Regions from separate parts of the Ovis aries genome. Here region 1 is linked to region 2. The links are chromatin contacts, called in public Hi-C maps. All regions are on one chromosome and are shown on one strand. Each heading gives the region's core, a stretch centred on a gene start, on an enhancer-like site or on the middle of the called end of the contact. The rest is flanking DNA. Distances are from core to core; before and after follow the strand shown.

Region 1 (2,958 bases), core at 279-2,778, 79 kb after region 2:
CTGAAGGAAAGCAAATTTATCCAGATAAATGTGGATTGATAAAGGCATTTTCCATGGACATATTTCCATGGAAGTATGTCCATGGAAAAAAAATATATGTATTTTTCCTGAAAGAGTGTAAAAGGAGCTGAGAATTCGGCCTTCCATTTGGAATTCTCTGGGAAGTCCATGAGATTTGTTTCTGCTGGTTTTTACCTCATATGAGAATCTACCAGCGCCTGTGATCTCCCAGCTCTGAACCTCTGCTTCCCTAACACGCACCACTCCTAGGATTCCAGTTCGCCGAGACAGGGACCGAAAGTTCCAGAGAACTGAAGGGAGAGTGCTTCGAGGTCAATCGCTATCTGTGACATCCCTAGGTGGGCTGCCTCAGTGGGAAAATATGGTTCATTTATTTCACTTCTGTTGACTCAGGGAGCAATTTTGAAAAAGACATTCACTGCTAAAAAGCAAAGAATTGACAAAGTGTGTCCTCGTGTCAGGAATAATAGGTTCAAGGGTTATATTACTTTGGGTTAGTATTTACAAGGGTTAGTTTACTTTGAGGGATTGTTAGGAAGTGAAGGGTTGTTGAGAGTGTTGGTATTTGAGGCAAAGCCCCAGGTGAAAGCCAACCCCAGGAATTTCAAAAATCCAAAGTAATGAGAGTGAGAGTGAAATAATCAGGAGGTGATCTGATTGTACTTTCAAAAATCCTTTCCTTGTTCTGTGTATGGTATGACTATATGCACATGTGTTTATTGCAGAAAATTTGTAGGATAACAGTAAACAGAAAAGATCACCTAAATATTAATTGTCATCACTACCACCTAAAGAAAACCATTGTAAGAATTTTGTTTATATTTATTCCAATCTTTCCCATCCATTGAATTATTCTTTATCAGTTTGATAACATTTGAGGTAAATTGACTGAAATTAATTTCTACAACCTCATTAAAATGATCTAAAGGTCATTGATCAAAATTACATTCTTTGTATATTATACCTAGAGACATCCTGGTATTTATACTTTTCCATAAGGAATTTTTTAAGAAAAGTAATCAAGGAAAGGGGAACCAAGATCAGTGTTTATCATCAAAATTCAATTTGTCAATGTGGAATAAAACAACTAGAAATAATGTTTTTATTGATCTAAAAATGGGAATCAAAAGAAAAAAAAACATTTAGGAAATCTAAAGAGATTTGAAGCTTAGAAACATGTCCCAATGAATTTTATATGTAACCTGCAATGATCTGCATACTTTATAAGTGGAATTGCTATTCTTGGATCACTTTGAAGGTGATGAAATAAGTACCAGTGACTGTGTGAGTCTAGGAGTTTGTTCTAGAGGACAGGGGTTAAAGGTCCTTGCTAACGTCATGTTGAGCCTGTAAAGATTCTGTTATCCTAAGAGTGTTTACCTAAGCCCTAAACTGGTGGGTTTTACTTGTGATGCTCTGGGTTATTTGGGTAGATATCGATCAGAGATAGTGTCCTCACTGGACCTCCCCAGAAAGAGTGTAAAAGGAGCTGAGAATTCTGCTTTCCATTGGGAATTCTCTGGGAAGTCCACGAGATTTATTTCTGCTGGTTTACTTCATATGAGAAGCTACCAAACTCTTCCATCTCCCAGCTCTGAACCTCTGTGTCCCTAACACGCATCACCCCTAGGAGAACAGGTCACCGAAAGAGAGACCAAAAGTGCCGGAGAACTGAAGGAAGAATGCTTCGAGGTCGGTCGCTGTCTGTGACATCCCTAGGTGGGCTGCCTCGGTGGGAAGCCGGACTTCCTGTGGAGAATTTACTGCTCTTTGAAGTCTCTTGGGAAGTGACCAATAAAGGTTTGTACTGCCCCTGAGGCATCTATTTGCCAGATCACTGGAGAATGTAGATTAGGAATTCACAGAACTCACTCTAGTGAGAATGAACTGCCCTTGTGAGTGAGGAAAGTATTCAAACCTAATACAGGTTTAGACGAGGTTTAACCTTGTCTATTTCAACAGGCAATGAAAACTTACACTGCTCTACGTGTTGAAGGGAGAGACAACTGAAAATATCAGTCTTGGTCAGGAAATGCGCATTTAAATCAAAATTACAAATTCATGTTATGACAAAACAGAAATATAGAATTAATATTTACTTTTTGGGTTTCATGATTATTTTTTTCAGGAACAAAGTTCAGTTTTGTAGTTTATTTTAGGAAGAATTGCACCTGATCTGGACTAATTAGAAATTTCAACCCCTGTTAAAAGGATCTGAAATACACATGTGCTCTGTTCCAACTATGTGAAATATTTAATAACATTTCTAATAATTCAAGATTAGCTTGGAATTAAAGTTTTAACTTAGAAGAAGTTCTGAAGGTATAATATTGACCTCCTATTAAGAAGAATGCATGTAGTTTTTTCTTCAATACTATATAAACATAGAAATTATAAGATAAAGGAAATCAAATTAACAAAATTGGAACAATTTCCTAGTAAAATATAACCTCTTTTATGCTGGATTAGAGAAGGCAAGGCAGAGAACTGTGACCTAAACTTTTTTAATGAAAAAGGTACCTGTAAAATTCTTAAAAAACAATTCCTTGTGGATTGATAATGTCTAGTTTAAAAGTCTCAAGACTATTACTACTAATATTGAGGGAATATTGGTAGAGAAAAAGCAACAGTTGTGCAGATTGAGTTTTTCAAGATCAAGGAAAACCAGCCCAAATGATTGTTGGATGAAGGCAGTGATAATGTGTGGAATTTAAAGGATCTGAAATGAAAAGATGTGATGTGATCTATTATATATTCAATTTGGGGGAAATTATATTTTTTGTTTTTGTTACTTATAACATGTTTATTGCAATAATTTAAAGGATCTGAAACATACACGAATGTGAAAATTACATCTTCCTTTTAGCTAATCAGAACCAGCAAAACCTCAAAATCAAAGAAAGTACATTTAGCATCTGTTCTGATTTTTACCTTATG
Region 2 (2,700 bases), core at 97-2,596:
GGGCAGTTCCTCTTGCTTCATTCTTTCTCAATTCAGGTACCCACTGAGAACCAAAGAAATTGTTTTTTCACCTGCCAGATCAGTAAAGAAAGAATGTTGCCCACCATCAAGCTACCAGTTGCTGCAGCGCCCTGAGGGGAGTTTGGGTTGGAGAAAAGCAGGATACTGGACCGAAATGTTTAAGATACATATCTAAGGAATCGTTTCAATGAACGCAGACTTTTGTATCTTCCCATACATAATAAGTGGCTTCCCTGGTGTCTCAGTGGTAAAGAATCTGCCTGCCAATGTAGGAGGCGTGGTTTTGATCCCTGCATTGGAAAGATCCGCTGGAGAAGGATTCTTGCCTGGTGTATTCTTGCCTGGGAAATCCCAAAGACTGAGAAACAGGGGTCGCAAAGAGTCAGACACGACTGAGTGACTGAACTGAACTGAACTGAGAAGCCTGGTGGCCTACAGTCCATGAGGTTAAAAAGAGTCTTGCACGACTGAGCCACTAAACAGCAGCAAGCATACTAAAGATCATTAATTTGGGATTTCTGGCTTTTGCAATTAGCAGTAGTCTTCTGCGGTTCAACTGCATGTTTTTGCTTTGTTTTTCAGCAAAAACTCCTGTATTTCCTGGTTCTTCTCTTACCTCTTCAGAACAGTTCCTCAGAGCTATCTGAGAGGCTGTCAACCAAGTTAGAATCTTCAGGAAGTCCCCCCAATAAAGCATAACTCACAACTTTTAGGTCATGCATTTTTCTTCAGTCAACACTCCCTTGCTTCAAAAGTTCTCTTCAAAAGAACATAGTCTGGGCATTTTCTTGACTGATTTTCTGTTCTCTTTTGCATCTCCATTCAGGACTTATGAAACTAATTTTCCCATATTAATTTATATATTTCATATATGTTTATCCTGCAGTTTTTCAAATCAGCATTTACTTAGTACACACAAAAAGCCATTCTGACATTTTTATGTTTCCAAAGAGTCATCTGTGACCAGTTCGATTTCTCATACTAAATATTTTTAGAATATACATTCCTCTTAGAATTGGGCCTTCTCCCAAAGAGAGGAATTTACGTTTGCAAGGCCCTCTGAATCAAATGTGCATAATATTCACATTTTCCTTTTTTCTTTCTTTACTATTTTGTGGGCAAATTAATGTTGCAGTATGATACACCTGCAGAAATAAATAAATCACAGACATAGAGATGATAATTCTCAAAGTAAACATACTGCATAGGAAAATCTAGGTCTGGAGACAGCATTCTCAGAATCAGGAGTCTCATAGAGGCCTTGTGGACAGGAATGTTGCCTGCCACATCAGTAAGTGAAGAATGTGGTACGAGGCCTTTAAGTCATCAGCCAGCCCAGCCATCCTGTGTACCCCGAGGGGATTCAGGAAGGAAAACAGCAGGACACTGGCCCTGTACGGTTCAACTGCTTCAAAGGAAGGATTTCAATGAGCCCAGACTCTTGCATCTTCCACACACAGAAAGGCACTAAGTTCATTAACGTAAGATGTCTGATTTTCCTTAATTAACAGTAATCTTTTGAAGTTTGACTACCTGGCATAAAGTCTGGCTCGCTCCTTACCTCTTTGTAACAGTCTATCTGAGCTATTTGAGAGGCTGTCTCCTGGGTTTAAGTCTTCAGTGTGTCCACACAATAATAAATCTCAACTTTTAGGTTGCACATTTTTTTCAGTGAACAGCATCTTGCAGTCAAAACTCTTCCTAACAACCATCCTGCCTGACTTCTACCACCATAAATTCACATCTAACTTTAAGAAGCATAAATAATCCAGCATGCTTGTAATAGATGGAAACATAAATATACATAGAATAAGTATATCTAACTAGTGGTTGTACTTCATCTCCATTTATTTCTGTCAACCTTCTTGATAACCCTATGAGCTATGTCCTCCCATTTTCCTAATTTTCAGATAAAGAAACTAAATATTAGAGCAAACACAGCATTTTTTTAAGGCCACCCAGACAGTTAATGGAAAAAGTGTAATTGTAAGCAAAATTGTAAAGCAGTTATCCTCAAATTAAGAATAAATAAAATTTAAAAATAGCATAGTGATAGCATAGAGAGAGATGAAAACAAATTATATCCATCAAATATTTACTGAATGCTTACTGTGCACCAGGAATGAGGGAATGAAACGACACACAGTACAGATTCTTGTTCTGTCCTCTTACAGGTTTATATCTTTGCAACTAGAACTCTAAGAGGACGCCCTAAGGTAACCTTTCCTCCTCACGCTACTGGAACATCCAAAGTAGAGACACCAGTCTCAGGTTGCCCTCATACACTTAAAGCATCCACCTGAGCTCAGGAGGATTTTGAAAGCTTTGTAAACATTCTTTCCCCAGCCTGCTCTAAACCTGAGCCTAGAAAGAGGTTAGGACCACAAAAGCAGAAGTGTGCTAAAACACATCAAAGACAAAGATGAAAATGAAGGAGGACGAGGAAGAGGGGGGGGGAAAGCAGCAACAGCAAGAGGGCCTGAAGCTCCCATATATTCATATAATCATTCATCCAAGCACTTAAAAGAAATGAATCATTAAATGGTTTTTTATGATATGTCTTCATTGTTTTAGCACTGAAAATACAGAGATGGAAGATGGGCTTCTAGAAGTTCGAGCTCACGGATAAATTAACAGACTCTGCATGTTGGTGAGTAACTGTAGAACATCACACCTGTT

The links. Hi-C and Micro-C count contacts between places; a contact is called where the count stands out from the background.
Region 1: a contact with region 2 is called in a Hi-C map of liver, with 5 times the contacts expected there. The contact joins the promoter of GYS2 here to the enhancer-like site in region 2. A contact is called at or near these places in 7 of 16 Hi-C or Micro-C datasets (hypothalamus, liver, mixed tissues and 3 more).

What each region holds. Positions count from the first base shown.
Region 1 is chr3:194,177,649-194,180,606 of ARS-UI_Ramb_v3.0, forward strand. GYS2 (glycogen synthase 2) reads left to right here and starts at 1,529. Exons shown (of 16, transcript XM_004006794.5): 1 at 1,529-1,821. The coding sequence starts at 1,704.
Region 2 is chr3:194,099,120-194,101,819 of ARS-UI_Ramb_v3.0, forward strand. No RefSeq gene overlaps it. Among named protein-coding and RNA genes, the nearest start is that of LDHB, 15 kb to the right of the region's middle. Within about 2 kb of position 1,347, at least 4 of the 54 cell types and tissues checked have an H3K27ac peak or open chromatin away from gene starts, as enhancers often do.